Linked DNA regions of Zea mays: regions 1, 2 and 3 are each linked to region 4. Evidence: chromatin contacts called from public Hi-C data. All regions are on one chromosome and are shown on one strand. Each heading gives the region's core, a stretch centred on a gene start, on an enhancer-like site or on the middle of the called end of the contact. The rest is flanking DNA. Distances are from core to core; before and after follow the strand shown. Region 1 holds the start of LOC100191327. Region 2 holds the start of LOC103635405 (loricrin-like). Region 3 holds the start of LOC103635404 (calcium-dependent protein kinase 1). Region 4 holds the start of LOC103635409 (transcription factor FAMA).

Region 1 (6,180 bases), core at 484-2,983, 320 kb after region 4:
TTGTTGAGCGATGAACGTATGTGAGCTCACTGCTCACACTTGCTGTACTCACATCCCCTAGGTCAGGAACAGGTACCACAGGATAAGGAGCATTAAGGATGTCGCGATTCGTTCATGAGAGGTCTAGATCGTTGTCTCCCAGTCAACTATGGCTGTTGGATCGTCGTCTTCGTATAATGTAATTATATAGCTATTTTGTACATAACTCTTATTATATAGTAAAGATGTGACATTCGTTTCTGTATCATGAGTCCATATATGTAAAACTTGATCTTAGCACACATTTGATTCGTGCTCGGGTTTAGCCCAGCACGGGTTTAGCCCTTAAATCAGGATGTGACACTTCTGCTAAGCTATACTGAGAAACCTATACTGAGAAACGACCTCAATCCGACCTACGGATTGAGGGGGCTAGAATCTCTTACTATTTAATTTTAATATTCAATTTTAAATAGTAAGGGATTCTAACCCTAAATTTGTTCAGTTAGAGATAGATTAAGAAAGATTAGGGTAGATTAAACCCATTCTAGTCAAATTTGAATATAAAGAAATTTAATCCTTCCAACCCTCTTCAATCCATCTCTTAATTCTCTCATTCCTTTTCCTTCCAAAGGAGCCGCAAGGGACTCGGACATAGGAAATGGAATGCGATAAGCTCCAGCAGCTAATGGGCCCTACAATCCGGGGCTTCGGGCCTCCATTGAGCCCAAGCAACGGCCCAAAAGGGTGGCGCTGAAACAATTTATTTATCTACCCTTTTCCCCTCATTTTACGGCACGGGAAATGATGGGTGGCGCCTGGCGCGGGCGATGATCACCGGAGCTCGGTGGGCAGCGCCCGTCTCCTGGCGGCCTCCTCCCAGTTGAGCGGCACGCGGCCCTCGCGGTCGCGGCTGAGCCACTCCTGCGCGCCGCCGCGGAGCTTCTCCAGCCGCAGCGCGTCGCTCTGGTGCATGGCGAACACCTTCAGCACGTTGAGCAGCGCTGCCGCCAGCCACAGCACGCTCCCGACCAGGCACAGCCACGCCGGCTCGCCGCCGCTGCGGGGGCGGTTCAGCGCCGCGGCGACCAGGAACAGAAGGCTCCCCAGCAGCTGAGGCACCTGCACGCCCGACTGCAGCAGCTGCGCGCGGCCGTCGGCGCGCTCGTACACCTGGCAGGAGTTGAGCACGGAGCCCAGCACCCACAGCAGCGCCGCGACGAGCAGCATGGTCGCCGCGTGCCGCTGCTGGGACTGGGAGTGGGAGTGGGGGGAGGCCAGCAGCGCCAGGCCGGCGGCGGCGAGCGCGCACCCGGCTGCGTGCACGGCCGGCACGAGGAACTCCACGAGCCCGAGCTGGGCATCGTACCTCGCCAGTCCCACGCGGCAGTCGACGCCAGCCAGGTGCGCGGCGAGGTCGTGTGCGTTGACGGCCGCCACGGCCGCCAGCGCCACGGCGCCTACGGCGAGCCCCAGCCTGGCCGCGGACACGGACATGGACAGCGCCGCCGCCAGGACCAGGAGCAGCGCCGCGAACACGTATGTCCCCGCGTTGATGTACTCCCACCGCCTCGCCGCCAGCGCCGGCCCGTACAGCCGCGCCTCCCTGGCCGTCGCCAGCTTCACCATGGCAGGCCGCCGGACCCCGGATCGATCGATCGCGCGGTGGGCAAAGGCGCTTCTTTTCCCTTTCTTTCTCTCTCTGGCGCTCCGGAACCGGAACGAAGCTAGGAAGCAGTTTCGCGATCGGTGTGTAAGTGTGTTAATGCGGCGCGGCTTGGAGTTGGAGGGAGGCGGCCAGGTGGTGCAGGTGCTCTCGCGTACGTGGCACCGTGCCGTGAGGTCTGCGCCCTGACGACATGCAACAAGCTTGGCACTTTGTGTTGCCAGACGAGCATGTTTGAAGGCACACGCGGACGTGGGCAGTTACATCTGGCAAGCATGCCGTTTGTGCGTCCTTGGCTCGTTGCTAACAAACGGATCAGCATTTGAGGAAGAAAAAAATGGTATCAAGGCCAACAAAAATCATCATTCAAAGCACTACTTATTACTTGCTAAAAAACGTTCTCTATATATTTTCGCTTGAATTAAAGTCAGATGTTCATACTGTTGCAGATATAATCTATAGAGATTTTCTAAATTAATAATTTAGTTAGTTAACATAAAAACTTTTCTCCAGCAGTTCTCTCAATAAATTTTTTAACTTTAACAACTTCTTATCTAAACACATTTACTCTCTACATTTAACAACTTCCTAAACAAAAATGTTGACTGCATTATGTAGGTAATGAAGTTAATTGTTGAAATTTGTGACTTATTCTTTTTTTATTTGGATAGATACAAAACAAAACTACAACATATATTTAAAGAATTATAGAAGAATTCACATTATTTACTCCTAAAGTTATTTAGCAACTTCTTAAATCTATGATTAGAGAGCTAAAATTTACATAACTATTGAACTTGCTAGAAGAGCAACTCTAAGAGCCTCTTTATATTTTTCGTAATCTATATAAATAGACTTTTGTAAAAAAAATACACTCAAACAACTTATCTAAATGGTTATCTATTTCGTGTTTCTCGCTAGCTAAATATAGAAAACGTGAATCTTTCTAAGATATAGAAAGGCTGTTAAAAATTGAAAAGATATAGAAAATGATTTTTATATAAATGACTCTAAATAATAATTTAGAGAGTAAAATTTAAAAAAATAACACACTTGGAGATGCTATCTGTAGTCATCCGCAGACTCTATCTGTAGCTATTGGACGTTTTTTCCCACCCAAGCTTCTATTTCTATCAAACCGTGAAGATATAAAGAGGCTCTAAATTGTTTTAGCTTTTTAATTTACATAGAGTTTATTATGCATCTAGACGTATATTATGTCAAGGTATATAATATTATGTCTAGACGTATACTACCTCGGCTCATAAATACATGACACAATTTATTTATTTTTTTAAACTTTGACTACTCGTATTATTTAAAATACTTATTTAAATATATAAAATATTAAGTCAAACGCAAACTACATGATAAAACATATAATAAATAAATAAATTATAAATTATTATTTTTTAATAAAACTATTGATTAAATTTTTTTTAAAGTCAACAGTGTCATATATTTATGAATGGAGGGGAGTATTTTTCTATTTAGAAACTGCTGACCTGACAAACCGGTGGCAAAGGCGCTCTACAGTTAGCTACTGAGAACGCATAGGTGCACCGTGAACTGATGCCCACGTTCCATTCATGTCTGTGGGTGCCCATCGATCCCTACTCATGAAATCAGTAGGTTAGTGAACCATGTGCCCACTATTACTCCAACGCTGTAGCCTGCAACTCAGCATCCTCTCCAGCTGCAGACCTTGGCCACACTGCAAAGCCCTCTGCCTTGAGAGAGGCTTTTGGGCAGTGAGCACCACCACATTTTCACTGGCCATTCGTCCTTGGCTGACGGCCGTGCAAGGACAATGATCTGTATATAACAGAAACATACAGTGCAGCGGAGGTGTTTGCAAGGAGATCGGTCCGGGAACATCTCAAAGTGCACCCATCCCCCTGCGCCTCACAGAATTAGCTCTCATTGATACAACAGGCAACAGCAACTACAAGTCTACAACAATGCCGTATAGGACGATGAACCCACGATAAACATGCAAATGGGCAAGCACTGCCCGCCGGTAACCCCACTGACCGGAGACCAAAATTAGTGGCATAAATATAGACAAGACAGGCGACGAACATGAACCAGCTCCTTCCTCAAGTACCAGCCGCGGGGGGCACCATGGATGGGGCCAGCAAAATCCGGCCCAGGGTAAAAGGGACACCGGCAAAGCGTATAACCAACAGCAAATGGAATCAACTCTTGTCGCCTGGAGGCGAGTAGCCGCCGCCACCAGGCTTGTCATGCTCGAACTTCACAACGATGCAGGTGATGTTATCGCCGCTCCCACGGGAGAACGCAGTCTCTGTCAGCTTCCGGGCTGCTGCCTCAGGATCCTCCTCCATCTTCACAAGTGAAACAGCGTCCTGTGGGAACAAGTTGAGACAGTCGGTCAACCATCATACCAAAGGATTGAGTGCACCATTAGCAAGAACCCCAATAAGGAAAAGCTCTGTAGATTTTGTTCCCACACCGAGAAACCCAAATTTCATTTACAGCAAGGATCGCCATATCAGTACGTTCAAACAATACTAATGCACACAATACTGACACCTCTGAGCACCAAGGGCTCAGCAGGTGAGGCAACACCGCAAAACCACCAAGAACACGCTGATTAAACCAGCTCAACATGCAACACACTAAGATATCAGCGCCACACAACTGAAAATAAGCTCAAATCCCATTGTTCTAGAAACACGCTAAGACACCAAAAATTTTGTCTCTGCAACGTGCAAACAATTACACAGCCCGGACGAAAGAATTCCACTCAGACAAGAGGGGGCTCATCAGTGAAATGCAATGCGGTTCACAGCCTGTAGAAAATGTCAAAATGGTACAGCAAATTTATGCAACTCGAGCAGAGAATTCATCAGTTAAATACAATAAGTGAAATGAAACTGCCATCTTGTGTGAAGATGAAACCATTTGCCATTTGTCATGAGCATGCAATATGCATCCAAAGAGGCCCAATAAAGATAAATGTAAGAAAAAATATCTCCGCACATGGAAGCCCCCTATGTAACGGGCATCACATATTAACGCAAGCAGTTGAAATAAACCTCAAATACCATTCCAAAAAAATACAGTGACATACAGCGGCAATTGCAATTATAGCAATTTACTAACTACTCCCTCCATTCACTTATGATAGTCCTATTTCACTTTGGCACAATGACCAAGGAGAACTCTTGCTTATCATCTAATTAATTACATCATCAAACACTCCTTTTTTTTGCGGAAACTCCTCATTATTGATGTTTTCATATACATGCAGCAGTCTTTTTTCTAAATGAGTTACTCTGCACAGGTACCTAAACAGTCATTTATATCAGATTTGGGACAACTCAAATAAGACTATCAAAAATGAAAAACTCAATTTTGAAAACAGGACTATCAAAAGTGAATGGAGGGAATACTAGATTAGGAAATACTATGTGACACGCTTAGAAATTTGTTTCAGCAAAATGTTGCTGTCCACTTCCAGCAGTACAATAGGCTTGCAAAAGTAAGGGAAAAGAATGGAGAGCGGATGGTAAAAATTCCGTTCACACACGTACTCCCTTCTTTTCACTATATTTGCCAAACGCATACCTAGACAGCCAATCACACTTGTGTGCTTTTTATACAAGAATAGTTATTCTAGCCAATACAACATAGAATCGCTCTAATTGGCAAGAATTTGCATGGCTTTTGTGCCTCTAGATATTATGCAAAATGAAGGTAGCAGAACATATAAATTATTTTCTGTAAATGCTAAAAATGCAGCCAGGGAAGAGAGGACAGAAAGGAGGGGGGATCTAAGATGTTCATGAAGAGACAATGAAACCCTTGCTTATCAGGACATCACACACAACTACAATAATCTATAATTTTATATTTCAGGCCACAGATCCATCTAAGCTCCAAGGGCCCAACCGAAGTTAGAATTACTCCAGCAGATGTTCATGAAGAAAGCGCAATAAATTGATATCTGCATGATTGCACCTCTAAATAGGTCAAAGATGTATATCACAAACTAACCTCATTCGGAACCACATCCCACAGCCCATCACTAGCTATAATTAGAAACTCCAACTCATCATTTATTTCTTGTTCCTGACCCCAAAAAATGTAAACAGATTAGGCCTACAATGCCACAAATTACATATAAGCCATGAAACATCAGCATTAGAAGGTGTAGATCAAATTACCTGAATCTCAGGGTCTGCAATAACAAATTGTTTTAAGAGACGGTTGCCAAATGCCCGAGACATTGCAAGTACACCACCTACCCTCCAAGTTCCTGTAGAAGTTCATTGGCCACTATGAGCAACAAGCCAACAAGAATACAAGATCATGGCAAGGATCGTTTGGTTGAATCATGGAAACATGTGAGTGTACTTGGTGTGGTTAGTGTAGACCTTACCAGCCCACATAACTATTCCACCAGCACTCTCGATTCGTTTCCTCTCATCACTTCTGTTCGGCTTGTGATCTTCAGAGAGCGCAATAGCTGCAAAAAGGAGGCAACACGATGTTCTACAAACAGTTCA
Region 2 (6,775 bases), core at 2,238-4,737, 340 kb before region 4:
CGCTTCCTCGTCTCCGTCCGCCATATCAGCATCGCCCCTCGTTGCAGCAGCAGCAGCAGGCTCACAATCGGTTGTCAGCTGCCCGATAGCAGGGGCAGGGCCCAACGAGCCGCCACCGTGTACGCAGCGGTCCTCGACCAGAGCGCCGTGACCCGCACAGAGACCGACCCTGCTCCGCGCGAACCTATCGCACGGCGGCCCGCCGGCCCCGAGGCTCGAGCCCTCCTGGCCCCACACGCAGCGTTTCCCTCCGCCATGAGCCTTGCAGAAGTCGGTGCTCCCCTGCGCGCTCTTGGCGCAGCCCTCGGCCCTGCACCGCCTGCCGCCGCCGTGGCGGACGCAGTGCTCCGTCCTCCCTCGCGCGCTCCTGGTACAGCCCGCGACCAGGCACCGCTTCCCGCCGCCGTGCGCGACGCAGTACCGCGTCCCGCCGTGGACGCTCTTGGGGCACGCGCCGCCGCCGCCGCCGCCCTGGTGGGCGCAGCGCTTCCCTCCGCCGTGCGCCTTGCAGAGCCAGGTGCTGCCTTCGGCTCCCCTGGTGCATCCGGGGAACGTGCAGCGCTTCCCGCCGCCGTGCGCCTTGCACAGCCCCGTGCTCCCCTGGGCGCCCTTGGCGCACTCCGGGAACTGGCACCGCCTCCCGCCGCCGTGCGAGATGCAGAGGCCCGAGTGCCCCTCCGCGCTCCTCCTGCAGCTCTCCCTCTGGCACCGCTTGCCGCCGCCGTGCTTGATGCACAGGCCGGACCTCCCGCGCGCGGCGCGCGAGCAGCCGTCCTGGCTGCAGCGCCGCCCGCCGCCGTGGGCTATGCAGTGGTCGGTGCGGCCTTCGGCGCTCTTCGTGCAGCCCAGGTACTGGCACCGCCTGCCGCCACCGTGGGCTTTGCAGTAGATGGTCCTCCCCTCGGCTCCCTTCTGGCAGCCAGGTTTCTGGCACCGCCTGCCGCCGCCATGGGCGATACAGTAACCAGAGGCTCCTCTCGCTCCCTTCTCACACCCTGGGAACTGGCAGCATTTCGTGCTAATATTGCTCCGTTTCGGAGCCGGGCTTTTCACGCTCACCGTAACGGCTGATGACACGTCTGTTGTTGAAGGCACGACCACGACATCTTCAGGTATCTTTGGCAAAGAAAGGCCGTAGGTTGCTTCAGAAGCATATGCATATGATGATGATGAAGCCATGTAATTCCTGAAGATCCAGGGCTCTAGCTTTTCCAGAGTAGTAGTAGTATCTGCCACTGTCTCTAAGCCATCATTGGCACTTACATTGGTCAAGGCTGATTCAGGCGAACAGGTGGACAGGCTCAACTGAAGGTCCAACTTCGGAGCACCTGCCGATGGCTTCTTGTGACGATGTGCAGTGTCATGACCAAGACAGAGATCAAAGCTCAGACCAAGATCCATCGACGACTCCTCGTCAGCCTCTTTCACTGAAGATGGAGACATCATGCAGGCTGTGGGGGAGCTGACCTTGCTGTTCGTCTCAGAGGAACTTGGTGACCGGCCCAGACCAAGCGTGAGCAGCGGGTTTCCAGGACCTTCAACTCCAGCCATACCAGCCCTCGGGTTGTCTTGTCCCCAGAGAAGCTGGGACGATACACTAGTAGTGTGCCGACGGCAGTACCTCGATCTGCACTGAACTGCCTGCCGGTGACAGGGATCGTTCGAGGAGTCAACGTTACCACCAGATCCAAGGCTTAGGGAGGAGGAGGCCCTGTCCATTCCAGTCAAGAAACATGTCCAGAGACGAAACGAAAAGAACCAAAAACCCTACTACTGCTACTGTCATCTACTGTGCTGTGCTGCTGGGTTATATTAGATTAGAAGTCTCCCGCAAGAAATGTTTGCAACCTCCGCTGACAAAGCCAGCCACATCGTCACGATCCATCTCTCGCCACTTTCAAGAACCACAGGAGGACGGTGAGGTTTTGGGGGGCTGAGCTTCAGTTTCCGGAAGGGACAATAGACCTGCAGGTTAAGAAAAGCAATAGTAGATTAGAGAAATTAAGACCAGGGAGAGGGCAGAGAGTCTGATGTGAAACCAGCGTTTGAAAAAAAATCACAAACCCTTACATGCGTTGTGTGCTTGATATAGCACAAAAGACAACAGTTGTTTAACCATGACCCTGAATCCTTGCACTGTCCAAAATCTGCTCTACGATGTGAGTACGGAGGGAGGAAAGGTGAGCACGCAAGGAGGGGGGGGGGGGGGGGGGGGGGGGGAGGGGGGGGTGGGGGGGCAAGAAAGGTTTGGTAAAAGATGATGGCAACTATGACCACGCCAAGGCAAACCACAGTGCAGGACTCTGCCGCAGCTGCACGATGCATCGTCACAAGGAGATGGGCGACTACGAGAGCCTATTGCTCCTAGTCGTAGAGGACTAGACGGTGCTGTGCAGATCGCACTACACAACACAACTTGCAGCTGCGGCGCACAAGTTTTTCCTTTCCTATCGCGCGCACACAGCCACTTCCACCGTCCGTCTGTCTGTCAGTGGTGTGCGCCTATTGCAGGAAATTTCATCGGCGTAGTGGTGTAGTACGAGTAATAGGCAGACACTTTTGTCCGACAAGATCAGCTAGACCAAGGACGCCACCGATCTTTTCCCTGTGTGTAAAAAAAAATTCCTTTTTTCCCCCCTCCTCGTCCATGTGTCTTCTTTTCAGTGGAGAAGGAATACCGGCGCTAGCTAGCTAGTGTGTTTGCAGTGCAGGAGAAATTTGAAGATAAATTAAGTGGGGGGAGAGGCAAGAACAAGTCGACAATGGGAATAGAAGAAGAGAAAACTGAATGAAGGAGAGCAATTTGAACTCCAACTCTAATTTCAAAACGCAGAGATGGGACGCATTGGAAGCGACAGACAACGAGGCCAGGGAGACAGGGACAAAGTCCTCCAGCAGTTTGCATGGAGACACACCAACAGCGGAGGGCACAGGTACAGTACAGATCCGCCCGGAGCCAGCAGCGCCTCAGCCGGAGCGGAGCGCCAGGCACCGGACTAGATCTCTTCTCTGGCTAAAAACTAGAACCAAACCGGGAAACATAGCAAGACAAGGGACGAGCGAGCGAACGGAGAGGCTCGTGGTTTTCCTTCCGTTCCGTCGTCGGGATGAACGGAACTGGTGCAGGGTTTCAACCGACGCTGGCGGCTACGAAACGGCAAGGGGAACGAAGGAAGGCAGGGACAGGGAGTCGCCGGTGGATACCCCGGTCCGCGACCATCCCGAAAGCCAAGGCCCCTCACCCGTTTCCATGGCTCCAGCAACAGATTTAACAGAATCCAAGGGGCAGAGAGAGAGGAAGCGCCAGACAGCACAGCAAGGAAGGAAGGAGAGGGGGGGGGGGGGGGGGGGGGGGACGAGGAGGAGGCGTGGCTCACCTGCGGCAGCGGAGCGGGGGAGACGAGACGGGGAGGGCCGGACTGATGCGCGCGGGAGCCGGGGCGACGGGGGGCGGCGGCGGCGGGGCGTCTGGTGGTGGTGTGCGCAGCGCAGGGGGGAAAGATCGAGCACGCGAGGAGGGGGCGCAGCGCAGGCGGTTTATAATAAAAAAGCGGCTGCGGCCTGCGGGGGCGGGGTGGCGCGGCAAACCGCTGGGCTGGAGCCACAGCCAGCCACCCACCACGCGCGCCGCGGAGAAAAGACGATGCCTTTTGTTGCGCTCTGCCTCTCATCTGCTCTCCCCGCCATTGACTTTTCTTCCGGCTGCAAATTACACGTCATTCTCCGTGTTTTTTTTTCTTACAGCCTGGCCTTTACACCACGCCCCGCGAATTCACTCTTCGACGTAAAAAAAAAGAGACAGTTAGGGCTATCCAGTTTTTGAGCCTTTAGAAAAATAAGAACCTGTTAGGAAAATGGGTTCTCAGAAGAAAAGAAAAAAAAACATTGCCTGTGGGTCCCACGGCGGTCGTCAGGGCCCGTCCTCGCAGACCGGTCGTCAGGGCATGTGCGGTGCGCGTGTGCCGTGCCGGCGGGCGGCGGCAGCGGTTCGCCGCCCACCGTCCGTCCGTGGTGTGTGCGCGCCGGTGGGGCCCCGTCGCCTTCGGCCGTGTTGGTGCCGGCCTGTGGCCTGCCGGTGAGTGAGTCCCGCCGAGGGAGGCAGGGACAGGTAGCGAGGAAAGAAAAAAAGGCCGGCTTTTGCTTCGGCTCAAAAGACATTCCAAACTGTATTTTACATGAATAAAAAAAGATTGTTTTGATAATTCGATTTTATCTTTTTTTTTTGTAAACCAGTAGCATATATATACGTTTAGGTACGCGTGTGTTGACCGGATGATGGAGCGAGTGAATGGCGGTGCTTAACGAGCTTCCCATGGCCGCCCCTTTTTTGCATGCTTTTGGATCCCCTCTCTCTCTCCTGCCTGTGCCTGACCGAACAAATTCCTTATTAGCCTGTTGCCGATGACAGGACGCCGCTACGTTATCTTTCTTAGCCGTTAGCCCTAGCCCTCCCTTTTGGTCTTTGGCTAGCAACAACAGATACAATGGAGAATCTATCTTTCTATCCATCCATCCATCCTTGAGCGCATGCAGCCCCAGCTCGCCCATCCATCGCCTCAATAATGCTATGCTATGCTATCTATCCATCACTACCCTGTCTCGTTGCTTGCACAACAGTGTCACTCATCACGTCACAAACCAGCGATCTTGGGATGGTACACACAGCATATCCTGCCTCGACGTGTTACCGCCTGTCTGATTGTATATTGCATTGCTTGGATTCAGTGGTCTCTGGTCTCATGCACACGTCAACAACGAACGTTGTTCTCTATGTCAGCAGTTGTTGTTCATCGATCTGGCCGGACATGCATGCAATTGCCACTTCTTCTCGTAGTTTCTATATATATACACGTTCGTTCTAGTCTGCTAGCTCTAGCTGGTCACAGCGCAAATACAGCGGCACCAGCGCCATGCATGGCAAATAACTTAGTTTTAGGTTGTTTGATCGCAAAATAGAGTGTTTGCAGAGGGGGTAGCCTGACGTAGTGCTGGGAATTGGGTCAGGCCGGGCTGGACCAGCCCGGTCCAAGATTATCGTGCTTTGTGCCAAACGGATTCGAGTCAGTAAAGCCTAAAAAACTTTTGAGTCGTGCCGTGCTAGTCCGAATTGCAAAAACATTGACCCAGACCAGCCCTAAAACCACGTCGTGCTTTCGTTGGGCCGTGCTGGTCTAATCCTGGCCTATATATTTGACCACATAAAACCAAAATATTACAACCACATAAAGTCTATAGCTTACTAAATTAAAGATATTAAACAACTATTGCATCATTTGACCACATAAACTTCAAATATCACAACAATATAAAGTCGGTATCTTACTAAATTAAAGAAATTAAACTAATTGGGTCATGCCTCCCAAGCTCGGCCCATCTGTGCGGGCCGTTCTGGGGGCTTGATGGGCTAGAATTTCAGGCCCGGACCAGTGATGGCCGTTCTGGGGCTTGATGGGCTAGAATTTCAGGCCCGGACCAGGCCCGCCTTCGGGACGCGCTAGCCCGGCTCATATTATTTCGTGCTGGGTCGTGCTTTAGACTCCTATTTTTGGGCGGTGCTTGTGCTGACTCGAAAAGGCTGGCCCATATTCCTAGCAGTAGCCTTACACGGCACATACACATGCATTTTACGCGTGCTTGGTGAGCATGATGCTTCGTGACTAGAGCGATAATTGGCTTTGAATTTTGTATAAAAAATCTAAGAATCGAATCGGATTAGGATACATTTCTGAATTAAAATTAATGGATTCCCATTTTTTAAGTTTTGGCCTAACCCTCACCGGCCGGATAACCTAAACACGTACTTGCATTGGTGCTGCCAATGAATACAATCATCCTCACACTAGACGTAGGGAATGGTTAGCCATCCAACAAACCCGTTAATTAGTACAGAGCTTCATTCAGGATTTCATCAAAACTTTTCTTGTTTACTTGTACCCATGTTCCATGTCTTCCTCCAAGAACGACTGCTCACGGCGGAAACAAAAACAAGGCATCAGAGGAACCGTTTCCATTTTTAGCAAATCGTTCGTTCGTGTCTTCCTCTGCATCATTCGTTCACAGAAACTGCGGGAGGCCCCAAACAATGAGCGAGCATTGAGGATCCATGGACCAGCTCCGCCAGGTGGGCGAGGCCCTCGGCGGCATCCACACGCTCATGGCCTTCGCCGACGATCTCCGCATCAACCCGCGACAATGCCGCCTCCTCGCCGACGCCTGCGCGATGGCCTTCGCCGCCGTCGCCGCCGAGGTGCGCGCCCACCTCCGCTTCAACGAGCGCCTGTCCAAGTGGAAGCCCCTGGAGGCGCCGCTCCGGGAGCTCCACCGCGCCGTCCGCGACGCCGAGGGCTACGTCCGCCACTGCATGGAGCCGCGGGGCAGCTGGTGGGGGCGCGCCGCCGCGGCCACGCACGGCGCCGACTGCGTCGAGCAGCACATGCACAGCCTGCTGTGGAGCGTCGCCGTGGCGCTCGAGGCCGTCGAGCTCGTCTCGGAGGTCACGGGGTCCGACCCGGACGAGCTCGCCCGGCGGCGGCTGCTCTTCGCCAAGGACTACGACAGGGACATGCTGGAGCCGGCGCTGTTCGTGCAGAGGCTCGGCGCGCGGTACCTGGCCACGCGCGAGCTCGCCGCCAGGATGGACGCGGCGTGGAAGGAGGACCGGTGGCTCCTGTCGCAGTACCTCGAGGAGCGGATGAGCCCGGGCTCGCCGGAGCCGGTGCCGCGGAGCAAGCACCGGCTGGCCGACCTCCTGACCGCGCCGCGCGGGCAGGTGCAC
Region 3 (7,110 bases), core at 774-3,273, 380 kb before region 4:
CATAAGCTCCATTTACCTTCAAGGCAACCTTCTTAAGCTTGTTCATGGCCCGGAACTGCTTCATTCTGCTTATTACTGTTATGTCTAGTGGCTTGTCTGGGGCCTCTCCATCCTCTCTAATCCATGGATGGTCTGTGTGCTTAATGTATTAGATTGAGGCACTATATGCAAACAGAGCAAGAATGAAAGCTCGTTTTGCAAAGAGAGCATAAAAAAGCTTTTATACAGAAGAAGATAAATCGGCAGTGCACCGAGTTTGGCGATAGAGGTAGCGAACACTTACTCAAAATTTCAGCAGCAGTAAGCCGCTCCTTGGGGTCTTGGCGCAGCATCTTCTTGACCAAATCTTTTGCGCTATTCGATATGGAAGGCCAGGGATCAGATGCGAAGTCAATATGACCTCGCAAAACAGCATCAAATATGCCATCCTCGTTCTCTGGTAAAACCAAAACCAGGGGAGAAAGAAGACAGAGCATCGGTGGCATGTTAGTAAGGGGATAATGGCATTGGCATCAAGATGTGGCTGGCTGGCTGGTTTATGCAACAGGGAGCAGAGAAACGTACCGGCCCAGAAAGGAGGGACGCCGGATAGCAGGATGTAGAGGATAACTCCGGCACTCCATATGTCTGCCTCAGCTCCGTATCGCCGCTTGAGCACCTCTGGGGCGACGTAGTAAGCGCTGCCGACAAGATCCCTGAACTGCTCGCCTGCATTGCAATCGATCATCGATCGTTTTCAGTTTCAGTTGAGTTGGACACAGTACAGATGAGTGGGAGCTGAATCGCTGAGACCAAATCAAACAACAATCATTCCTCCTCTAGACTCTAGTTAAAGCACGAGTCAATCAAACAGCAAAGTTTCCTCCTCTTGGTATCTGCTGGATTCCCACATGAGGATAAGGAAGAGGATGAGCGTCTGTCTATGGAATCGAAGCAGAATCATACATAGCGAGTAGGACTGAAATCGAATGGGCATCCGAGACTGATGGATTTCCAAAACGGTGAATAGTAGTAGTAGTGAAGACTGAAGAGCAAAAGGGAATAGATAGGTTAGGTACCGGGCTTGAAGAAGACGGAGAGTCCGAAATCCGTGGCCTTGAGCGGCGAGTCCTCCCTCTTGTTAAGGAAGAGGAAGTTTTCGGGCTTGAGGTCCCGATGCATGACCCCCATGGAGTGGCAGCTGTGGACGACGGAGACGATCTCCCTGCAGAGGGCGGCGGCGGCACGCTCGGAGTAGTGCCCCCTCGCGATGATGCGGTCGAAGAGCTCCCCACCCTCGCACAGCTCCATGACGAGGTTGACGGAGTGGCGGTCCTCGTAGGCGCCCCGGAGCTCGACGATGCTGCGGTGGCCCGTGAGGTGGTGCATGATCTGCACCTCCCGGCGGACGTCGTCGACGTCGTCGCTGTGCGCGAGCTTCCGCGTCGCGATGGACTTGCACGCGTACCGGCGGCCGGTGGGCTTGTGCGTGGCCAGGTAGGTGACGCCGAACTGGCCCCGGCCCAGCTCCCGGCCGAACGTGTAGGACGCGCGCACGTCCTCCATCGGCCGGCCCAGCACGCGGCCGACGGTGGCCGCGCCCGGGGCGGCGGGGGAGGCGGCGGGGGGAGCCTGGTGTGGCGGCGGAGGACGTGGAGGTGGGGGCTGCTGCTGCTGCTTGGGCTTGTTGGGGCGGTTGTTGGGGTGCTGCTGGCCCTGCTGCTGCTTGGGCGGCGGCCGAGGAGGAGGGTGAGAAGACTGGTCGTGCGGCTGCGCGCGGTGGCGGGAGGCGCGGCCGCCCATGGCGCGCGAGCGAGTGTGATCAGGAGATGGGGAAGAGGCCCGAGGGAGGGGCGGAAGAGGATTGGGGGCAGGAGGAGGGGACTGGGAGGAGCATGAGCAGCTGAGGTGGAGGAGGAAGACGAGGAGGAAGCTGCATTGCTAGTTGCTACTGCCTTTGGTCTGGTCAGGGGGTGGGAAGGGGATTTGCGCGTGGACGAGTGGAGACGCACGGGTCGGCGGGCGACTGGTCTCCGTCCCTCTCCACGGACGCACGAACGCGGTGGGTTTTTTTATTTCTATTTTTTAAAACAAAATTTAAAACTAATTATTTTGGTAGAGTTTTTTAACTAACGTGTTTGATGGCGCCAATCTTTATAGAGTTCATACTGCTCTGCCTCGTCACTTAATCCCTCAAAGCCTTTTTTTTTTTGCTATATTTATCTTATCACCATACTCAAATCACAACATAATAAGCATATATTAAAAAACATTTATTCAATATGATCCTTAATTGAATATTTTCTTTACATGAATGTTAAGATCAATCAAGGTTTAATTTAATTCACATGATTTTATTTATATGAATCCACATCGATATGGTCAAGGCAATTCATAGTTTTTTTATACCCTCTTTATTTTGGCTTGACATTTTTAATATTCATCTCAACATCTATAATCATAAAGTAAGTTCAGTCCAAAACAGTGAATGCATAGGTATGAATAGGGCTATATCCCTTTGTACTTTTATGCCACACCTGAATTTAAGAGATAAAGACGAGTGTGTCTCATATGTACGTCAAAGAAGAACATCACATATAATGACAAAGTATATAGAGATAAATGCCACAAGTATTATTATTACATAGCGGAAGTCTTACAAAAATAAATGATAACAATAAGACGAACTAAATAGTTATTCCTTGTCGCCATCAAGCTGACACGGAGACGCCACCTAGATCAACTCGTACTCCTCCGTATAGGGCGGCTCCTCTTGGTCCACATGCTCTTCACCTATGGAGGGTTTATATATCGCAAGAGTGAGCTCACAAAAGATCATAGCTCAACAAGTTGTGGGGAATAATGTGCATGAACTCACCAAAGGTGGGAGTTCATGTGAACTGTAAGGCTAACCGACAAATAAGGGTTTAAAGCTGAGCATTGCTTTTAATAAGTTAGTCAAGTTTTATTAGCATTTACTAAATGTAAGTAAATACCAAACCAGAGTAATAATAGATCAAACTAATAATAAACCACAATGCGATGCAAATGACAAATTGAATTTAATTTCATAAATTAATCATGTGAGTGTTCGAGCCGCTCATGACCGTGAGCATGGCTGATATACCAGTTTTACACTTGCAGATGTTGCGCATCTTTACCCACAAGTCATGTTACCCATCTGCCAAGGGATCACGACTTCCCATACACCTCTACCAAGAAAGCGAGGTAGGGTAACACTACGAGGCCTTTACAAAGTTCCACTAGCTTCAAAAAACCCTCTACAGTTCTAGGAAGCTCCAATGCAGGGATCCCTCGCCTGACCGTCATCGCAGCAAAATCAACCCAAAGGACCTCCCTACACGGACCACTCCCCTACTGCCCTTGCCCCTTTCGGGTAAGGTAGTCATCCACTAACTTTCCTAATTAATCAGCCAAGGGCGTCCCATACAACCCTTGTGGTAGCACTGTTTTCCCGTGTGGTTCTCCAAGTTCCAATTAACAATATGATCTTATCAAGAACAGTAAATAAAAAATTGATAATAAAAGCCTGATCATGAATAATGTGTATCTCCATACCCAAAACCACATAAAGCAATAGCAAGTACTACCCAAAAGTTCAGTGGTAAACAAAGTATAAAGATAGTCAAACTAGGGTATCCTATTGGGTCCCATCAAAATTAACCTATACATATCATAATGATTAAAAGGAACATTATTGGGAAAAAAGAAGTGATCAAGGGCACAACTTTCCTTCAACGAGCTCCTGCTCAGCAGTCTCCACCTGCTGAACACCTGAGTCCTCAGTGGCTTGCTCGTCTACTCGCAACAATACACACAAACATGGTATAGCAGAAATTAACATCACACCAAACAGAGGGATAAATTGCATGGTAATATTCTACGCGTCGTAACGAGATCGTAGGAACAATAATCAGTAAATTCGGAGTTACAATTTTGGAGTTATGATTTTCTGAAGTTTTAAGTGCTTAGTATAGAATAAATTCAAGTGAATAATTTTAATCCAAGTTTCATGGCTAAACAGAGTTACCAAGTGATAAACAATATTAATACAAAATTCATGCCAGTGGACTGAATTAAAAATGAGTTGAAATGGATTTTCTATAGATTAAACAAGTTCCTGGAATATTATTGTACTAAAAATCGAATTCTATAATCATTTATTTGATTTATCAACAGTCTGGGTTGCGTGCACTATTACTAAAAAGTCCGGGGGCTAAATCATAATTTTCCCAAGACTCAGGCTACACTTGCACTGGATTGCGGGTTAATTTTAAATAATCCTAGGGACTCTTTAGTAAGACTGACGCCGCAAAGGGGTATCACTAGATTTGTATCGTCTGATCTAAAATCTGAGATCCAGATTAGATCGGCCTAACCCTAAGGTCACAGTCGCAGGATCTCTAGTTGACGCACTAGATCTTACACGTCGGAACCGATTCTCGTGCGCCAGATTCTGATCGGATGGCCACGGATCCATCGTCCCGAACCAGTATCCAGATTCGATCGCCACCGCCCGATCAAGCACCAGCGACCCGGATTGTTATGCGTGAATAGGTACGATGAATCTAATCGTGACCACCCAAGACGAATCGGACGGTCCTCAACACGTCTCCCCCCCCCCCCCCGCACAAGTGCGGCGATGCGTAATTCTAGCGTGGCGGCGCCATGACCGGCCACCCAGATCATTGGAATAACGCGCTAAACTTCGATTTGATAAGTGTCACATGATGCCCTACGCTAGATGAACGTGATGGATGGATACTTACCCCTCAACACTATGAGGACAGTCGCGGCGACGGTGGGCGGCGAATTTGCAGGTCCGGTTAGGTCGGCGTCATGGAATTGACTGAGTCTAAGCGCCCGACGCACATGGACTTCTTCGTGCAGGCTTCCTTGGTGTCGGCCGACCCCAATCCGACGACAGCAAGGCCACATGGCGAAGTATGCAACGGCGGTGACGATCGCAGGTGTCCTCTCCGCCCACGATGAGGCGTCCAGATGATGTGGTCGTTGTCGGCGCACGCGGACATGAGGAGATGTCACACCTGGTTTTAGAAGGTAAACCGAATGCGAACCATGTAAGTGCCAGGATCAGAAATTCACGTACACAACGATTACATAAATGACTTATCATAGCACAATGCTTCGAATAACAATAAAGAGTAAGCTATAATGTTAAATACTAGAGTTATTTACATAATATAAATCAAAGTACACAGAATCGAAACGTAGCCAACGTAAATAAACCCACCACAGGCAACTGACTAGGGGAGGTCGCTAGCCTAATCCTCGGACTCGTCGAAGTCCTGGAACTCCTGGAGAATCCGCCTCGACACCTTCTTCTTTACCTGAGCATAGATTGCATCAAAGGCAACCTGGTGTTTTATGAAAGCAAGGGTGAGTACACATCAACGTACTTAGCAAATGTCTCGTTTGGCTGAGGTGGATTAGCTTTATGTGGGGTTAAGGTTAAGAAGTTGCTTTTAGTTGGTCAGGTAATTATTAATAGTAGAGAGCCAGGTTTTAACATTAACCCAAGTTGTTAACCCAAAAGTACTCTTTTCAAATGGAAAAATACCAGAAACTATAAGCATAATCATAATTATAAAAATCATCATTATCCTCATCATCACCTGTAAACAAAGTATCTCTGGTCAATGTGTCTCTAATCAATGGAGCTCCCTTGGCCACTCATAACCGCGAGCACGACTGATATATCAGTTTCATAACACTCTGCAGAGGTTGCACACTTTACCCACAAGTCGTGATTCTCTTTTGCCTTGGGCTGATCAAACCCTTAAACACTACCAAGGTGAATAGGCAGGGTTTCACTACGTAGCCTTTACAAAGATTCCCTGAGGTTGTAGCCACCCGTTAGGTTTCCTAAATGTACTGCACTCCTCCCCAAGGGGCAATCCACCCTCGGCAGAGCGAGCCGCATACACCGAGCCCCATTGACGGCACAACGGCGAAGCGAACTACGCCTTAGTTCCTCTAATTATTCAGCTAAGGGCGTCCCATACTACCCTCATGGTTGCATTGTTTTCCCGGGCGGTCATCCAACGAACCAGTCCTTACGGAGAGGCACTCGAGAAACCGCTCGAGTCCCCTTAAATGTCACAGTATCATCATCCTAATCAAAAGGAAAAACATTGTATCATAAATAATCTCATCATGTTCATTGATTAATGTGAAGCACTAGCATAAAGCTAAACCAAAATAACCCAACCCATATAGGTAAACAAGGACAAGGTAAACAAAAGCTAGTCAATCCTTAGGTATAAATTGTGCAAATGCGGTGAGTGAATTATAAAATGAGTAGGATATAGATGGGTCAAGGGACACTTGTCTTCACCAAACAGATGCTCATGATCTTCAACCTTGCAGAACTCGAAGAGCTTGATCTCGGGACCAGTGGTTCACCAAATCTTGATCATCGATTCCTCGAAGCTCAGGAACAGATCGCAATCTATTCGTGACGCGCAACAAATACAAACATGCACAAGAAAACATATACTTGCTTAAGAACATTACACCATACAAGATAAAATATTATCAAAACGAGCAATATAAAAATAGAGAGCGCTTCTACGGTTACGCGAGGATAAGGAACGCAGCGGTCGAAGCTACGGTCGAGAAGTTATAACGTTTACGCTACACAAGTAATAGTCAGGACATTTAATTCGACATTATAAAATATAACTGCTATGTAGTTTTGATTAAATCTGCTACACTAACAACTGTCAAATAAATAACTAATATAATTACCACGAGAGATTCTAAACGAGGCGAGTTTACGATGCGCGAAACAGCATGACAGCGTGCAACCGACGCGTAGACACGTGCGACAGACGAAAAACCTAAATAGGTGACACGTTTATACTAAACAAATATTAAATAAATAAAAAGTAATTTAGTTAATATTAGTCATGTTAATGTTTATTATTAAAGCACAAGTTGAACACTACATATTTAATCTAATTGAATATCAAGCTAATAAATATTAGTCGAGTGAACCTTAAGTTAATTATCTAAAATATATGACCTGATGAATTAACGTTGCTAACATGAGTGATTATAGATGACACGGTTTGATAACGTGCATGG
Region 4 (6,996 bases), core at 3,174-5,673:
CGGAGGGCACGATACAAGGAGGGGATGAAGGATATCCAGTCTCAATGCTGCAGCCCTGATGAAGTTGTTTTTGGCTCTGACTTCCACCAGTCCTTGTATTGTCACTTGCTCTGTGGTCTAATATACTCTGATGAGGTCCATCAGGTGTTCTCGACATTCGCTCACAGCTTAGTCCATGCATTTCAAACATTTGAGGAGGTTTGGGAAGATCTCTGTGCTGACATAAGAGATGGTGTCCTCTCAGAGAAAGTTACAGTGCCATCGGTTCGTGAAGCCGTGACAAAAATCCTCAAGCCCAATCCTGAGCTCGCTGACTCGATCTATAAGAAGTGTACGGGCCTGAGCAACTGGTACGGTGTAATCCCAGCACTCTGGCCAAACGCAAAGTATGTGTACGGTATCATGACAGGGTCCATGGAACCGTATTTAAAGAAACTGAGGCACTATGCTGGGCACTTGCCTCTGATAAGCGCAGATTACGGCGCATCTGAAGGATGGGTTGGTGCTAATATAAACCCCACACTTCCACCTGAACAGGTGACATACGCTGTTCTCCCTCAGACCGGTTATTTTGAGTTCATTCCTTTGGAGGTGGAGAATAGTGCCTCCTCCATTCACTACTTAGAATCAGAACCAGTTGGCCTGACTGAAGTTGAGGTTGGCAAAACCTACGAAGTCGTGATAACTACCTTCGGAGGTACATTCCTTCTCTGTTACTGTACCATTCTGAATTGAGATTACATATAGCAAATTACAGAATTCATGGTAATTATATCTTCTATTTCTGCCTCAGTCACCTGATTCAGATAGGTTACCTTATATCACTTCAGAGGTATAATTATGATGCCTGATCGATTACGCTATTTATATTTTTCAACGAAAGTCATTTTTGAACAGAAAGCGCACAGTTGGGGTGCATACATCAAAGTTATGCCTTAAGCACATGGAGTAATTATTGCTTGTATTTGTGGTCCAAGTCCCTGCAGGCTGCAGCCTATCCATTAATGTTTGTTGGTTCGTGCTGTATTAGGTACCTATAGCTGCACAATGTTTTGATGTTAGTAGAGTGTCACCAAACGCACCTTTATCCATTTATGATCTCAGATGGTTACTTCTAACACATAACTATGCCACAAGCGATTTTTGAGATATTACATCTACATTTGGATATCGTAAACCTTAGAGACACAGATGACTTGAACACAAAAGGTACGGTTAATGCTTTTACAATCCTGGCTTGATTGTGTTGCTGTAGGTCTATACCGCTACCGGCTAGGAGATATCGTGAAGGTAACGGGCTTCCACAACGCAACACCGGAGCTCCGGTTCATCTGCCGCAGAAGCCTAGTCCTGAGCATCAACATCGACAAGAACACCGAGCAAGACCTCCAGCTGGCCGTCGAGGAGGCAGCGAAGCTCCTGGACGCGGAGAAGCTGGAGATCGTCGATTTCACCAGCTTCGTGGAGAAGTCAAGCGACCCCGGTCGCTACGTCATCTTCTGGGAGCTGAGCTCCGACGCGAGCGAGGACGTCCTGCGAGGCTGCGCGAACTGCCTGGACCTAGCCTTCGTCGATGCTGGGTATGTGGGCTCGAGGAAGATCAGAGCCATCGGCCCGCTGGAGCTGCGGATTCTGAAGAGGGGAACCTTCAAGGAGATCCTGGATCACTTCCTGAGCCTCGGTGGCGCCGTGAGCCAGTTCAAGACGCCTCGGTTCGTCAACCCGTTGAACGTCAAGGTTCTGCAGATACTCAGTAGGAACACCACCAGAAGCTACTTCAGTACCGCCTATGGGCTCTGATAAATAAGAAACGCTGCTAGTAGTTCCATCCATGTAATTATATTTATATAAAAAAATATTGCTTCACTGTTCTGTTCTAGTCTCCAGGTAAAAGAAAACAATCTACTCATCCTAGTCCTGCTGGCGCCCTGCTAGAATGTCTGTAAATCCATATGCAAGCAAATGCATTCAGTCTCTGCCTGTGTTCTGATCTTTGTGCATAGCAAGCAAATGCATTCACAGTCTCCACTCCAGACTCCAGAGTAGTAGTACGTACACAAATACTGTCACTGGGTATTAGTGCTAATCTTTTTTACTTGTCCTGACATCAGATTCAGTTCTACACACATAGAAACGGACAGAAGATACATGAAACTGAATACGTAAATAATCAAGCACATATAGAACGTCGTGGCTGCAAGAGAAGATCACAGGCTGTAGTTGACGTCGATGAAGCTGAGGATCTGGTGCACGGCGCCGGCGATGTCCTCCGCCGAGTACCTTGCCTCGCCGACGATCTATCACACACACATATTCAATTCCAGTCCAGATGAAGCGCGCGCGCTACTGAAGATATATATAACTAAATCTTGATGAATTACTTTTACGTTGAAGGAGTAGAGGACGGTCTGCTCGATGGTGGTGATGTTGGTGTGCAGGATGGACATCTGCATGTCCTCCAGGGCGGCGATGGTCTTGATCAGCTGGCCTGGCCGGCGCCGGGATAGGATCTTGATCATGGCATCGGCGCCCAGCGCGCGCACCTCGATGTCCGCCAGGCACGACTTGTTCTCCGCCACCTCCTCCCGGAGCCCGCCGCCGGCGTCGTCGACCACGGCGCCCCCCGCCGCCTCCAGGTCCAGCGTGATCTTGGCGTCGGCGCCCGCCACCGGGAAAGGGTGGCTCGGGGTCGGAGGGAACAGGTGCGGCGGCTGCAGCGCCAGCGGCTGAGTGGAGGACGTTATTAGCGCGCCGCCGGAGCCCGCTGCCGCGTCCACCACCGGCGGCCGTGGCGCGTCCCCGGACCCGCCGTACAGGCGCCGCCGCTTCTGCGACTCCAGGCACTGGATCAGCTGCTCTAGCTCTCTTATGAACTCGATGGCGCCTCCTATGATGGATGCCTGGTCTCCCTGCACCCAGCATATATACGTGCCACGTGTCAGTGAGTACAGCTTGTTTCCTATCCACCAGTGTGCGTGCCCAACTGCCCATCCATGGCAACTAACCGGAAACCCTAAAACCAAAGCCCTTACATCTGTTCTTGGAACGCATGAACTTCACACGAAAGAATTTAATGCAGAGTGAGTGATGAAGTGAAGGTACCCTCTGGACGTAGGATCCTGGCATGAGTGACCTGAGGATCCTGAGGTACTCGTTCATCTGGCGCCGGCGGTTGCGCTCGACGGCGATGTGCGTCATCCGCTGGCTCTCCACCTCCTCGCTGGTCTTCACGGTCCGCGGGCGCTTCCGGCGGCCGCTCTTCCCCTGGTCCCCGGCTTTGTCCGCCCGGCCGTGATCGGCCTGCTGCTGCACCAGCGTGGTGCCCTCGGAGACGACGACGCCGGTTCCTCCACCGTCCTCGGCCGTCGTCTTGCTTCCCGCCGCCTCACGGTCCGCATGGCGCTGGGGCAGCGACTGGAACCTGAAGAAGTACCCGTCGTCGTCGTCGTCCGCGTCCGCGTCCTCGCCGCCGCCGACGGACGCGGCCACCGGATGGTTGAGCGCGAGCTTGGGGCCGAAGTCGGCAAACTGCAGCACGTCGGAGAAGCTGAGCTTGTCGAACGACACCGCTTGGCTCTGCGTCGGCGACGGCGGCGCGTGCGCGTTCACGTGGTGGCGGCCAAGCATGTAGTCGACCATCTCGGGCCCCCCGCCGCAGGCGGGCTGGTGCTGCTGGTCCTCCGGCGCCGCGGCGCCGTCCAGCGGCGCGAAGCTGTCGAGGTGACTCTCCTGCTGCTGGTAATGCCATTTCCAAACAGGGATCGATACGTGTCAGAGATCATGCATCAAGCTTTGACTTGACAGAGAGGTTCAATTCGCAGAGGTACGTGAAAATTAAACATGCAGGCATGCTGCGATGCATACCTCTTTGTCCATGATCAGGCGGGTGGAGCAGCAGCGTATTTGGTGGTGCTTTGATGAATCACGACGGACACATGCAGGTCGGCAGCTAGGCAGGCTCACAGGCGGTGCGTGTGCATGGCCGGCCGGCCGGAGCAGGCAGCGCGCAGCAGCTAAATAAACAAGAAGCACTGTAAAGCTCTCCAGAACTCAGCAGCGATCAGTCACTGATCACCATGCATGTTCTGCACTTATATAGTATAGTATATGGTTTGCACAGGGTCACGAGAGAAGTAGCGAACAAGGAGGGCGGGCCGGCCGGGGACTGGAGGAAGACGAAGATAGCTAATTAAGCTGGTAAGCTAGCTTTCCTCGTGTTTGAGCATGGCGGAGAGAGAGAGAAGCTAAGGGAGGCTCAGCTCGATCTTGATGGTGGAGGCGTGCGTAGGACGGACGAGCCAGGCTGATGAATTCGGCCACCTCCAAGGGGCCGGGTTAGCGTATTAGCTCCGCCGCTGCGCCCCGCTCCGGCCGGTGAGTTATGTTGTTCACATGCGCGGCGCTCCCCGCCTCTGCTTTTCTCTCTCTCTCTTTCATCTCCGTCGGCGCGGCGGTCTTAGTCGTCTTAGCTTCCCTCTCTCTCTCTATCCTCCTTCGCGCCGCCGCCGCGGACGCGTCATGGATGATCACGGGCCGGCGCCTCTTCTTTTTCTTGCTTTCTTCTTTCTCGGCATGCATGGGATGCATGGGCGCAGATTTATAAAGGTCGCCGCGCCGACGCCGCCCGCGACAATTCTGTCCCTCTCCTCTCTCCTGCCTCTCTCTACATGGCCAAAAAAACACAAGGCCCGTGAGCCCGGCACGAAGTCCGCTTTTTGGGCCCGGTCTGAGCCCGACACGGTAGAATAAGCGGGCGGGCTTGGACAGGAAACTATGCACGACGGGCTAGCTCGGCACGGCTCGTTTACATATAAGACTGTTAAGTCCGTTTTTTACACTAAAACGTGCTTACCGGCCCGTTTAGCCCGCTTTTCGGCCCATTTTTTCGTGCTAAACGGACCGACCCGGTCCGTTTAGGTCCGCTGCGGGCCGGATTTGGACAGAAAATTAAGCCCGCTGGCTCAGTAGGCCCGGCCCGGTTTTTGGCCGGGCGGCCCGTTTGGCATCTCTACCTCTCTCTATCGGCCTCTGCGGCGATAAGCTGAGCTGGCGACAACGAACGGACGGGAGATGCGAATTGCCAGATGGGCTCCCTCAAGAAGCCCTTAACCAAGGCCCAGTCCTCCACCCGTCCGGGGACCAAATGAATGAATACAACGGGCTTCTCTGTAGACGTGGGCCTCGTCCTCGCATCCCCCCCCCCCCCCCCCCCCCCCCCCCCCCCCCCCCCCCCCCAGTGTTATGGGCTCTAACGGTTGCAATCGAGCCCGTTTCTGATGACTGATGGAGTCCGCTGCGCTGTGCCTTTCCTGCCTTCCTTTCTTCCCTCTTGCTCCGAAAAGGGAAAGTCTTTTGCAGAGAACTGAAGACAACTCATGTACAGTACAGATGTCCTCTCAGTGTCAACGGCCTCGTCGTCGGTTGCAAAACCATTTTTTAAAAAGGACGGCAAAAGATTTGCCATTATTTTGTTAGACAAAGAAGAAGTAAGAGGACGACAAATTTTATCCTAGCTTTTTTTAACAACTCATCTTTTTTTCTTCGACACTGGTACAACTTATCTGAAAACAACGATCCACCTATCAACTGCACAACTCTATGGTGCCGTTTGGTTCACATATTGGTAATGTAATGGGTAACCAATAACGTTAGATTATGTTTGTTTAAGTCTAACCGTAATCGATACCACACTATAAATGGATACCTCCTTATTCAAATTTGTTACCGCCGACATTCGAGCGCGAATCGTTACCATTACCATTTATGTTACATTTTGTGAACCAAACGGCACCTATATAGAGCCCAAGACGTTGATGACAAGCACCACCCGCGGGGTGGTAACCTGAAGCATCAACAAAACGAATTAAAATTCATTATCATGGGAAAAGGTATCAGCAGCCAGATTTAAACTATCAATTTGAAAAAAAAACAAAAGATATGCCACAAAAAAATAAGACACCAACGAGCTCCTGCATCTCAACCCACTGATTATTATTCTCTCTCTGTCTCTGAAGAATAAAAAAAAGTCCCACTGATTGAGAGAGGTCTCTACAGTCAGACATACTCCGCCGGTCCAATAAATAAAATGAAACGAGAAGTTAGACCATTTTTAAATTAAACTGCATATATAAAAAAACATATTAGTGTTATCCAATAAACATTATTATGTTAGCTACGCAATGCTAAGAAAAGGTGTCAACGACCAAATAAAAAAAATGCTCTAATGTCTCTGAGCAGAAGGAGAAAGAAAAAAAGGCAGAAGCATTTAGCGTCATGCCTGTTAAGTAACCCTAGTTAGGGTTATGTGGGCAAATACCTGCTTTGCCCCTGAGGGGTCTCACATCTCTATATAAGGAACCTGTACACCCCCTCATAATACAGAGAACAGAAAGAGGCCAGAGGCCCAACCCTATATTCAGTGTCTCGTGTGTTTACTCTGTCGTGTTTATGGGAAGGGAGACGGGTTCTCTACATCTTCTTGCGCCTCTACTGCTTACGGGAGAGAAGGGAGCGGATCTGGTGATCCGTGGTAACGTAGTTCTCAACACGTTATCAGCACGCTCTACCTCAACGTTGCTGCGGGATCAGATCTGCATCAACTCTTCATCAAGCCGGCAGGTCACCGGCCTAGCCGAACTGTCCTACGCGACAGATTTCGATTCCTCTACACAATCGAATGGTACGTCCTTCTAATTATATTTGATCTGCTTGTTCGTTGGAGAAGAACATGCGACAGCGGCTTTGGTCGCGCGCCACGTGAATCGTCCTGACAGACCCCTCGACGCCAGTAGACACTACCCTGCCATACGCGCCGCGCCCTGGAGCAGCCTGTAGATGCTCACTAGCGTGTCCTCTTGTCGAATGTGAGGGCCACCGCCCGCGCGGCGCTCGCCAGAGTGGAGCCGGTGGCACGGGTCACGTATGGTCCCGTAGGTTGCACCACCTTGTACGCCCGCTGCTACAATCTATGGGTGAGCAAGCTATGAGTGCGGACCC

Evidence for each region. A called contact is a pair of places that touch in the nucleus more often than the background predicts.
Region 1: a Hi-C map of root tip shows a contact between it and region 4, with 7 times the contacts expected there. The contact joins the promoter of LOC100191327 here to the promoter of LOC103635409 in region 4. A contact is called at or near these places in 5 of 25 Hi-C or Micro-C datasets (bundle sheath, ear, leaf and 2 more).
Region 2: a contact with region 4 is called in a Hi-C map of leaf, with 7 times the contacts expected there. The contact joins the promoter of LOC103635405 here to the promoter of LOC103635409 in region 4. A contact is called at or near these places in 10 of 25 Hi-C or Micro-C datasets (bundle sheath, ear, endosperm and 3 more) and 1 of 3 datasets of contacts at active chromatin or transcription factors (leaf).
Region 3: a Hi-C map of bundle sheath shows a contact between it and region 4, with 2.6 times the contacts expected there. The contact joins the promoter of LOC103635404 here to the promoter of LOC103635409 in region 4. A contact is called at or near these places in 3 of 25 Hi-C or Micro-C datasets (bundle sheath, leaf and tassel).

Annotation. Positions count from the first base shown.
Region 1 is chr8:77,862,595-77,868,774 of Zm-B73-REFERENCE-NAM-5.0, forward strand. It overlaps LOC100191327, which reads right to left and starts at 1,734. Exons shown (of 1, transcript NM_001136761.1): 1 at 544-1,734. The coding sequence starts at 1,608. The coding sequence ends at 814. LOC100279239 reads right to left here. Exons shown (of 9, transcript NM_001152260.2): 6 at 6,054-6,140; 7 at 5,839-5,930; 8 at 5,669-5,743; 9 at 3,546-4,014. The coding sequence ends at 3,844.
Region 2 is chr8:77,203,955-77,210,729 of Zm-B73-REFERENCE-NAM-5.0, forward strand. LOC103635405 (loricrin-like) reads right to left here and starts at 3,488. Exons shown (of 2, transcript NM_001319733.1): 1 at 3,378-3,488; 2 at 1-1,965. The coding sequence starts at 1,719. LOC103635406 reads left to right here and starts at 5,713. Exons shown (of 2, transcript XM_008657862.4): 1 at 5,713-6,775. The coding sequence starts at 6,104.
Region 3 is chr8:77,165,135-77,172,244 of Zm-B73-REFERENCE-NAM-5.0, forward strand. It overlaps LOC103635404 (calcium-dependent protein kinase 1), which reads right to left and starts at 2,024. Exons shown (of 8, transcript XM_008657859.3): 1 at 1,059-2,024; 2 at 565-708; 3 at 284-436; 4 at 17-132. The coding sequence starts at 1,782.
Region 4 is chr8:77,540,056-77,547,051 of Zm-B73-REFERENCE-NAM-5.0, forward strand. It overlaps LOC103635409 (transcription factor FAMA), which reads right to left and starts at 4,424. Exons shown (of 4, transcript XM_008657865.3): 1 at 3,865-4,424; 2 at 3,103-3,732; 3 at 2,382-2,909; 4 at 1,765-2,297. The coding sequence starts at 3,876. The coding sequence ends at 2,208. LOC100280367 reads left to right here. Exons shown (of 5, transcript NM_001361064.1): 4 at 1-697; 5 at 1,256-1,985. The coding sequence ends at 1,800.